Regions from separate parts of the Mus musculus genome. Here region 2 is linked to region 1. Evidence: chromatin contacts called from public ChIA-PET data. All regions are on one chromosome and are shown on one strand. The core of a region is the stretch at or near the end of the contact, and the rest is flanking DNA. Distances in the headings are between cores, read along the strand shown.

What was found. ChIA-PET counts read pairs in DNA pulled down with a chosen protein or histone mark.
Region 2: an RNA polymerase II ChIA-PET map of memory CD8 T cells shows a contact between it and region 1, with 17 read pairs. The contact joins two enhancer-like sites. A contact is called at or near these places in 1 of 115 datasets of contacts at active chromatin or transcription factors (memory CD8 T cells) and 1 of 9 other capture datasets (embryonic stem cells).

What each region holds. Positions count from the first base shown.
Region 1 is chr3:152,474,828-152,480,266 of GRCm38.p6, forward strand. Ak5 (adenylate kinase 5) reads right to left here. Exons shown (of 14, transcript NM_001081277.2): 12 at 3,514-3,630. Among named protein-coding and RNA genes, the nearest start is that of 3110067G11Rik, 12 kb to the right of the region's middle. Within about 2 kb of position 3,059, at least 264 of the 459 cell types and tissues checked have an H3K27ac peak or open chromatin away from gene starts, as enhancers often do. A contact at or near this core is called in memory CD8 T cells, where this site is marked.
Region 2 is chr3:152,926,087-152,931,525 of GRCm38.p6, forward strand. The region is part of intron 2 of St6galnac5 (ST6 (alpha-N-acetyl-neuraminyl-2,3-beta-galactosyl-1,3)-N-acetylgalactosaminide alpha-2,6-sialyltransferase 5); the gene reads right to left. The region is part of intron 2 of Gm46830 (a long non-coding RNA gene); the gene reads left to right. Among named protein-coding and RNA genes, the nearest start is that of Gm46830, 29 kb to the left of the region's middle. Within about 2 kb of position 2,710, at least 80 of the 459 cell types and tissues checked have an H3K27ac peak or open chromatin away from gene starts, as enhancers often do. A contact at or near this core is called in memory CD8 T cells, where this site is marked.

The DNA of each region.
Region 1 (5,439 bases), core at 1,809-4,308:
CTGGTGGTTCTATTAGCTCTCTCAAAACGTGTCTGCCTGGTCGGCATGAGCCATTTCCAGGCCACACATGGGGACAAAAAAAGAGAAAGCTCAAGGGTTCCTTTACTCATAGACAGAGGTTATTTGTATCTAAGCTGGAGCCATCCCTGAAAGACCAGTTGGACCAACATAAGAGCAGGCAGAGGTTGCGTCAACACCCAAAGCTTGAGAGTGATTGCCAGCACTCAATTTGGGGCTTGCTAGGAACGGGGTCTGACACTGAGCCAATGTCTGCATCTTTCATCATGTGTGAGCATACTTCACAGCCTGACTGTCTGAGAGGCCTCCCTGACACGTCGGTTCCTCGAGCGCAGACCACAAGGCTTGACCTTGCTCTCCTGCATCCGTGAACACAGCTGGCACACAGCAATTAATCGGGGAGTGACCTGAATCACTTAATATGGTTTTTCTTAAAAAGTGAATTTTTTTGAGAAATTTATACTGTGTTTTGATCATATAGTAACATTTAATCCCTAAATTTAAGAAGATTTCATTTTTGTTTTTGTGTATGCCACATGTGCTCTGGATGCTCTCAGAGGCCAGAAGGGGGTGTCAGATATCCTGGAGCTGTAGTTACAAGGGGTTGTGCGCTGTCTGGTGTAAGTGCTAGTAACTGAACTGTGGCCTCTGGAAGGAGAGTGAGCCCTCTTAACCCTTGAGCCATCTCTCCAGCCTCCTAAACCTCCCCCTGCCCCAAGTCAAGGTTTCTCTGTGTAGCCCTGGCTGTTCTGGAACTAATGCTGTAGATCAGGCTGGCCTCAGTCTCAGAGATCCTCCTGCCCATGCCTCCTGAGTGCTGGGATTAGAGGTGTGGGCCACCATACCTGGACTCCCCTCCCCCCCTCCAGCCCGGTAATATTTGAGGAAATAGCTTTTTCATGGCACTTATGTCAAGAGTCTTCCTCTGTGGGCACGGTCTTTGTTCAATTTAAATTTGAGGCAAGCAACCACTTTGGAAGCTTCATGTGTGGTTCCTGCTTGCCTGCTCAGTTGGCATTGGGATCCCCTGAAGTTACACTGCTAGCAGTTTATAAAAGACTGACTTTGCAAACATACAGACATCTCACTTGAAGGCCACTGGGTCAGTAGTGACATGGGGAGCTGAAACTATCCAGCCACCAGTTAGACACTTCCAGCTAGTGAGGACCGATGGGGCCTCAGACCACATCTGAACCCTGACTCAGGGAATTCTGATAGTAACCACTGAGCCACACTGCCCAGGTTCTGGGCAGAGGAGAAAGGCATGATGGGTCAGGAATGTTGGAGAGTTGTGTGGAAGGTGAGGGAAGCGCCTTGTGCATGCTCCTCTGCAGCAGACTGTAAGCTCACCAGCATGGAAAGACAGACAGACAGGGGCACCAAACCTTTTGACACTGTGACGTAATGTCTGTAGCAGTCCTGGGATGTGTGTGGCCAGTGGGCTGTTGGTTGGATCCCCAGGAGTGCCTCCCATGGCTTAACATGGTTTGTAACTCCATGGGCATCCATGCTGGGATCTGCCATCAGATCTAGCTTTAAAAGCTACAAAACGGGGACTTTTGGGATAGCATTGGAAATGTAATTGAAGAAAATACATAATAAAAAAAATAAAAAATAAATAAAAAAAAATAAAAGCTACAAAATGAAGTTTGAATTATGGAGAACTTCATAATGAAGAACTCGGATTATGGTTTTATTATTGCTTTTCCTTAGCGAGGGGCTGGAATAAGAGACACCTGTATTTACAATCCATTGTGTTCTTGACTGCATGGGAGACTCAGAAAACTCTACATCTCTCAGTGAACATTCTAAAAAAGACCTCTATACCCCGAACATCTAAGCTGGGGCGTGGCCTGCACTGCTGTTCCTCTGTCCTCAGCAAAGGTGGCTGTGACATCCTCTGCAGGGGTATGCATCACTCAGAAGCCAGTTACAGTCATCTGCTTGCATGTCTGCTTGTTTCTGCTATTGTTTGCACTTATACACAGATCTGTCACAAGGCTTCCCCCCTCCCCCCCATCTACCTTCTTGCACGTCCATCTTTGCTGACTGGATCATGAAGCGTTTTTTTTTTTTTTTTTGACTAATTAAGAAATATATATATTTTTAATTTTATGTAGCATGTGTATGTGTGTGCCTGTTTGCTTATATGATGAGCACCATGTACGTGTGCCTGGTGCCCACAGAGTCCAGAGGGGGAGTTGGGTACCTGGTATCTAGAGTTCCTGGAAGTTGTGAGGCACCCTGTGGGTTCTGGGAACCAAATTCAGGTCCTCTTTGAAAGCAGCTATTGTTCTTAACCACTGAGCCATCTCTCTAGACCCCTTGGCTCTAGTTAAAGTGGGGGCTAGGCAACGGAGGAACTCCTGAGGGGAGCTTGATGAAGCAAACTCAAGGGTAGATGAAACCCAAGGTTTTATCGCCTTCATCCCTGTGGCCTTGCTAGAAGGTGATGGAACTGGGTGACCCCAAAAGCTGTGTGGTTGGGGCGAGGGTACAGCAAACTTCTGCAAGCGCCTATATTAGGTATCCTGCACAGAGAGGTGCAACCGTGCACTTGCTTGGCCCTCCAAACCCCAGGAATGGCATTCCTCTTACTCTATTCACTGAAAAGGTCACTCCACTTTTTAAAAACATCAACTCAAAGAATTCAGATGAAAATACTGCAGAATAAAACAGTAGCCACGCACACCTGACTTTCTTGGAGGTTTGGTGTCAGTCTTAGTGTAACAAATATGGTCACTTGCCTAGACTTGGAGAGTTGCAGGCAAGGTATACAGTATGTACCATAGGGCCTGGCCCAAGCAGGTCACCGTCTGGCAGCTGCAGTAGTGGGTAGTTACTGGTTCTTGTGACAGCTGGTAGCCCTGAGCCACTAAGGAGGGCACAAAGTCGGGGATGGCACAGTGTTATGGAGGGTGGCAAGCATTCTGGATCCTGTCCTCGCAGCATCTCTCCCCTCTTCTGTGCCTATGTAACTCTATTCCCTGCCCAGGGGCCACTGCCCTTCTCTCTCAGGCTGTGTGGCTCTGGTGGTGTGCCGCCTGCCCCCTACTGGCTCCTGTAGGCTGGGTCTATTAGCAGAGTCCTTGTTAAAGTGAAGGAAGCAGCAGTGGGTCTTTTGTGGGGCACTCTGCCACCCCAAGGCAGACTTAGTTTTCTGCGAGGTCATTGAAATGAGAGGAGAGAAGCCTGGAGCAGGAAGAGAAATGAGCAACACAGAGAGGAACAGGCAGAGGTGGAGAGAACCAAAGAGGCACCGGCGGCTCCGCTCCCCACACCCGGCCGAGCCCGACTGCTGCTGCTTCCTCGCTAGACCGGTCATTCCTGCCCTAGTTTTGTATTTCGTCTTCGGAAAAAAAAAGAGTTTACGTTTCCGCTTTTGGTAACGCCAAGATCTGGACAGTGTTACTGGGTAAGAGGCGGCTTTGCGTGTACCCCCTAAGCTGAGTGCTGTCCTTGTGCCCCGATTGGGCACTGCTAACATCAGCTCACCCTTCGTCCAAACTCTTCCCCTTGCTTCACTTCCCGGGGGTAGCCGTCAATCAGGAAGCCCTTGGTGTTGCCCAGGCTGGCCACCATGGCCTCCTTCAGCAGCTCCAGAACGACACCCTACAGCAGAGAGAGTGGTCAGTATGGGGCCTAGCGGCACCCCCAAATCACAATAAATGTGACTCCTCAGACATTCTTCTGGGAGGGGAGGATGTGGCAAGATTAATAGCAGATCTCTTGGACTAACCTGCCTCCCCCCGCCCCCCCATGTCTGCAGTGAGTCTTTCAGTCTTTCAGGTCTTTCAGTCAGTACTGGGTTCCACCGGGAGGGTTTTCCTTTCTGGTCTGTCCTTTCTGCTGTTATCTCACTAGAAAGACTTCAGCATCTTACACCCCATGAGACATGTTCCACGTGTCTTGTTCCACACAGTAGCAGCTGATGGACCAGGCATCGTGGCAGGTTAGGAGCAAATGAAACGCTGCTGGCGGCGTTCTCCCAGTAAACATTATGCAAAACTTGACATGTGCTAACTTGAGAAAACTTTTAGACCAGAGAACTATTTTCTACCAACACGATTTTGCCTTTAAAAAGATTGATTAAACAAGTGTGCAAGGTAAGGAAAGAACAGTGCAGTGTGGGGAGGGGCCTTGGGAGGAGTGTGAGGAAAAGAGACCTCCTTCCCTAGGGGAGGGGCCTGTGGGCGGGGTGGGAGGAGACCTCCTTCTCTAGGGGAGGGGCCTGTGGGCGGGGTGGGAGGAGACCTCCTTCTCTAGGGGAGGGGCCTGTGGGCGGGGTGGGAGGAGACCTCCTTCTCTAGGGGAGGGGCCTGTGGGCGGGGTGGGAGGAGACCTCCTTCCCTAGGGGTGGGGCCTGTGGGCGGGGTGGGAGGAGACCTCCTTCTCTAGTGTTTGGCAGGAGCCTGGGGAACGCAGAAGTCGCAGGCATGGCCAGAACCCTTCCTTAAAGAATTGTGAATTAACTCTCCATCTAATTCACAGTCTAATGAGGAAGGCAGACAATGATAAACGAATATACTCTAGCTAAGGATAGCAGGCACGGCAGAGCAGGACAAAGGGCCAGAGTAGGGGGGGGGTTGCTGTTTTCTAGAGGGGAGGGGGCTCCGTTAAGTTGTGACTAGGCAGAGCTCTGTAGGAGGCAGAAAGGTCAACTAGAAATGGGCGATGGAGAGGACTCAGGCTAAAGAGCCAGCAAATGGATGGACCTGGAGGGCATCATCCTGAGTGAGGTAACCCAATCACAAAAGAACTCACACAGTATGTACTCACTGATAAGTGGATATTAGCCCAGAAACTTAGAATACCCAAGATATAAGATACAATTTGCTAAACACATGAAACTCAAGAAGAACGAAGACCAAAGTGTGGACACTTTGCCCCTTCTTAGAATTGGGAACAAAACACCCATGGAAGGAGTCACAGAGACACAGTTTGGAGCTGAGACAAAAGGATGGACCATGTAGAGACTGCCATATCCAGGGATCCACCCCATAATCAGCATCCAAACGCTGACACCATTGCATACACTAGCAAGATTTTATCGAAAGGACCCAGATATAGCTGTCTCTTGTGAGGCTATGCTGGGGCCTAGCAAACACAGAAGTAGATGCTCACAGTCAGCTATTGGATGGATCACAGGGCCCCCAATGGAGGAGCTAGAGAAAATACCCAAGGAGTTAAAGGGATCTGCAACCCTATAGGTGGAACAACAATATGAACTAACCAGTACCCCAGAGCTCATGTCTCTAGCTGCATATGTATCAGTAGATGGCCTAGTTGGCCATCAGTGGAAAGAGAGGCCCCTTGGTCTTGCAAACTTTATATGCCTCAGTATAGGGGAACGCCAGGGCCAAGAAGTGGGAGTGGGTGGGTGGGGGAGTGGGTGGGGGATCGGGTGGGGGACTTTTGGGA
Region 2 (5,439 bases), core at 1,460-3,959, 450 kb after region 1:
AACACATAAGCACACACATGCCTGTACTCTTCCACACCCTGCTTTTCCTGTTTCCTGCCTTGTCACCTCAGGCAGCTTTTTGTCCCTCACTTTCTTCCTGGGTTGGCCCACAATGTCTGTCTCCCTCTGAAATGGCATTTGCATTCAGCTAGTTAGTATAACTGCTGCTGCGTCCAACACCTGACAGAAGTGACTGAAGAGGGGAGGGGTTTGTTGGGCGCCTGGTTCCATCTCTAAGGGCTGGGGAAACATGGTGGTGACCAGTCAGTCCATGTGAGGGTGTTTATGGCAGCAGCTGTCACACAGCATTGATGATAACCATCAAAGGCCTGCCTCCAGTGACCCACTTCCTCCAGACGTCCCTTCTGCCCTAATGTCATAAAGCCATCTAAAACAGCTGCCACCTGGGGACAGGTTCTTGATCACATGTGTGGTACTTTCGCATTAAAAACTATGACATGGTCCTGTGTGTGACTCTGCAGCCACTGCCCTCATTGAAGACCTCAAATTCTGCCTAAAGAAAGCTGTCAACTGTTGCTCTCAGTGTCACCTTTTGCTTCAGTGTGTCTTCCACGTGAGCTTTCCAACAGATGGACAGATGGATGGATAGAGTGAAAAGAATTGCCGAGAGGCCGAACTGGCTGAGTGGTGTTCTGAACACTGTTTTGGTTGGGATGAGCCTTAGTTCCCTGGGATTGTTAGTAAGGTGAATGTCATTGGTCAAGTGGCTCACGAGAAACACTTCAGACTGTTCTGAGAACCATCTAAGTCACTCATCGAATAGTAGTTAATGATAGATACAGCTAATTTTCCGAGATGATGGCATTCATGAATAGGTTGGAAATAGGTTGGCCTGTGTTTGTTGAATGAAAGATACACACATACATGAGTCTCTTATAACTGGTAGAGGAATCTCCTTCATACTTCCTATCTAAAAATCCTCTGCAAAGAAAGACACATGGAGAGCAGGGTGGGGTTTAGTGGATGGTTTTTTTTTTCCTACTTCTTTAGAGACCAAATACTGGATTGAATCTGGGGAAAGCTGTGCACTTTGGAGTGGCCAGGGACCTGGATATGTTGTGTGGTGATTGATGGTTGTCGGGGGAGGTCTTGAACTTTAAGGCGGTGCTATTCCCTCCTCAGGTCTCAGCTTCCTTCTAACGCTTCTGCTTCCATAATAATGCTTCCTGGCTCTGACGTCTTAAAGGGTTAGTGCAGAAGAAACCATTTTGGCTATTTTAGCAGAGAGTTCAGTGTTTGACGAGTCAGGTGATTTCTGGTCTTTGCTTTAGTGACAGCTCTCCTCAGACCCTCAGCTTCATCTGGTAAGAAGTGACCGGATGGATTTGGGAATGCTTATTGTTGAGCATGGGAGAAATGCTAAACATGGCATGTCGAGGAAATCAATCTAATACGCATATATTAAGAGAAGCAGGGCTTAATTGTACTCGTGGCTGCACCAGCAGGGGCTGGAGAGGGCTAGGCTTTATAGGCACCCACTGTTCTCTGTAACTTGAATTAAAAGGCATCAAAATGCCTTGGTCTACTGGTTGCTCTAGGCCTTTATTGGAAACCCTGAGTGTTTTTCTATAGATCCTAGCACCAGAGGTCTGTAGTTCTTGTGATAGCTTAGCAACCCAAGTTTTTGACCTGTGGGCAATTTCTCCTCTACAAGGGGGAAAAGAAAAGAAATTAACCAAATAATTTAAATCTAACAACAAAGTAATAAAATGCCAATTTCATTCTGAAGTTAATGGCATTACTTCAAGTTATTTAGCACTTCGTAGCAGAATAACTCGCCAACCTGCACTTTGCATATACATATTTATTGAATTCACCAAGAGTGTGCTCTGCACATTGACTGCCCATGATTTGTGCCTAAATAATAACTCCTGAATAGAACTCACTGCTTTATGGGTCTTTGGTGGGATTTTTGAAAAATAAATTCTGCACAAGGGGTGGCATTAAAAGGGAAAAAAAGAAATATAATGTGATTTTCCTCCTATGCAGGCACAGCGTTAGCTTCCTTTTATTAATCCGAGCAATGAAAATCACTTTGACACATTGTTGTTATTTATTATTTATTTTCACATCTTTCTTTAAAAGGCGGGGTGTGTCCATTTTAACACACTGCTAGAGTCTTCAGAGTCTGTGAGACTGAGTACACAGAACCAAGCCCAGGACGACACGCTGCGGAGCCAGCTCCTCACGCAACCATGTTTATTGCGTGCCCGCTGGCCTGGAGTGCAGAAGTAACTCCTATTAAATTAGCAATCAAGCAAAGCAAAGCTTGAGTCACAGAACAACCCAAAGCACAATGGGATGAACGTGGTGACGGCCAACTCCTTGAGTGCTGTGTATAGCTTTTAAATGTTACCTACAAATTTATAATGTCCCTGATTAGCTTGAAATGTCAAAATCGTAGCTGAAGACCCCACAGAGGATTTCTAAAGGGCGAGGTGCCTTTCCTTTCTTTCTTTTTCTTTTTGCTTTGCTTTCTTCTTTTCCCTCCTCTAGATTCGTCAGAACTAGCTAGCAAAAGCTCCCCGCTTAGCCTGCTAATGACTATCAGAAATATTCACAGTGTTCCCTGGGTTTCTTCTCTTCTCGCGTGGTCAGGCTTTAACATGCAGTCCTTAGTCTCAGCCTAATTACTCACATTTGAAGCGGGAACCTCACATCTGTCACAAAGCTCTTAGGCCACTTTTAGGAAGGCCTTGCTGTCAACAACAGGAAGTGGGAGGAGGGGTTGGGGGTGGACTCTCTTATCTCAGACAATATGTGGAATTGCACCTGACTGACAAAGCCACTGAAGAAGCTGGTGATAATATTATTACAGTAGCTACCATATGTCTTACATCAAATGCGGCTCTAGCTTTATCATTTTCACTGGGGCTCTCTAGAAGGAGATGGGAGAGAGCTGCCGCAGAGATCTGGCTCTCCACTGAAATGCAGGCTTCCTGCTCCTCTATAAAGGAAACAACTAAAACTCCATTTGCATCAAGAACCGAGAGCCCTAGGTTAATTACAGGTAAGGGTATGTTTACATTCCCCAGGGCTAGCTACTGACAGGTTTTATTTCTGAGGGAAAAAAAAAAATGCTGCTGCAGTTTGACTAAATCCACAGGTCTTTTTTTTTTTTTCCACTCTTAAAATTCTGTGTGGCCGAAAGGAACCCATCACTCAAAGATCTTTCAAAGGTAACCTGGAAAACCTTCATTTTCCAGAGTCTGAATGCAGTTAGAGAACCCAAAGTTCAGACCCGGAAGCCTAAACAAAAGAAGACATGGGAGGTCGATACCTTTGTGAGGCTCAAAAGAGGGCGGGTGGCCTCGGGGCATGATGATGGTGACATAATCGGCCAATTAAAACCTTGAGACAAAGTCTGAGCCATACAGGTGCAGAGCCCAGGATGCTGTGAGCTAAGACTAGTCAGCCGGACAATAGTATCAAAGAGCTAACTTCCCAGGTGGGTAACATGCTTGCTTTGAAAGGACCAGGACACGTGCTAGATCCCAGAACAGATGTAAAAAGTAGGGAGAGGCAATGTGCACTTGCAATCCAGCACACAGGGAGACGGAGACAGGCGGGTCGCTGGGGCTGACTAACAAACCTCTTCAAGGCCAGTGAGAGGACTTGTTACAAAGAAACAAACAAAAAGATGGGTGTTATCTGAGGTATGACTGCTAAGGTTGTCCTCTGATCGCCACATACACACACCACTTCCCACATCTGCAAGGCTTCTAGCTTCATCCCTTTCTTTTCTTTCTTCCTCCCTCTCTCCCTCTTCCCCTCCCTGCTGTGGATGGCTCTATGCTGCTTGCTCTCTCAGGACAGTAATGTACTCAGGTGGCTTCTTGTGAACCAATCCTCTAATGAATAAAGGAGCCAATCACTGGGCGAGTAGGCGGGACTTCCGGGTTGGACTGAAGAAGAGGGCAAAGCAGGAGAGAGTTAGGTCCTCTTTGGAACAGACTGCAGAGGGGTAAGGTGTAGCTGTTAGAGTTTCCCAGGCCATTGCCCACCAGCCAGCCAAGAGTTAGAGGCACAAGTGCGGGAGCATGATGGTTCTTCATTTTTTAATATTTCCCACAGCACCGCCCTCCCTCTTTTCCTCTCCCTCTTCCTCCCCTCCCTCTCTCCCTCTTTTCCTCCCCCTCTTCCTCCTCTGTCCTTCCTTTTCGCCTAGTACCAGAGGGAATGATGGATCAGCCAAGCTAACCTTAGCAACTGTCAGGGCCGTAGCTCCTCTGTAGGTTGTTAAGTTACTTCTTTAGGTTTAGATTCAGTTTTCCAAAGCCACGAACCACAGATACGATGCCACAGGCTTTCTTGCCCAGCCAGCCATGAGCTATTTAGCTGTCACTTTGTACCTGCAAGTCCCCAGGGACTCTAGATTTAGCAGTGGGAGCCAGTCTGTCTCTTGCCAGTCTCTGACCACCATCTCTGTCTCTCCTGGTGCTCACTTCTTTGCCTTTAGCACTCCTAGCCACTGACAGACATTCTCACATTGACCTGTTTGTGTAGTGATTCATGTTTGCTTCCTCACCCCCCCCCTCCCACACACACACCTGTGCACAAGCACAGCTTCGTTCTGAAGTGGCCATTCTTGTCTAGAGTGGATGAACCAAGTATCTAATCACTGAGGCAAACGGTAGCTTGTGATCTCAGGAGGCCTGGGCACTGGCTATGGATGCAGCCACTGTCAGAACACTGGCTTCACACAGATGGCCTAGACATGGGGAGTGTTTTTAATGCAGGCCATTTCTCTGGAGAAGAAATAAGACAGAAAATAATGCCAAGTTCGCCACAGGCACCTGAAGAAAAACTATTTGTCTTTGAAGGGTGTGAGGCAGAAACCATATCCAGCAAAACCTTTGTCAGATAAAACTGAAAGATAAGGTCTGCCCCCCACCCCCTTTGTTTTAATTTGTAGATAGAAACACTGGGAATTAAAAGACATTCTACTGAGAAGGTAGGTACTCTATCCTACGTAAGGAGTATCTATTCCAACGATGAGTAGTGGTATATACCTATAATCTCAGACCTTGGGAGACAAAGGCAGGGGTTTTTGGAAAAGCCAGGTCCACACGGAATTCTACATCAGCCAGCACTGAATAGGAAGACCTAATCATAAACAAACAAATAAATCTTTTGTAAGCAGAGCCCCCACCCTGTTCCATCTGAAGACTACAGTTTCCCCTTATTGTGATTACTCTAAATCAAGACATCTCAAGACCCTAGGTTTTGTTTTTGTTTGCTTGGTTTTTGTTTTGTTTTGTTTTGGCCAAGATGTTTATGACCACAGTCAACTTGATGAGATTGAGAATCATGTAGGACGTTTTAAAAGTGTACCTCTTGTGTGTTTGTAAAGGCATTTGCATTGCATTGACTCAGAAGGCTGTGGTGTAATGGATGGATTGGTCCCCTGATGGAGTC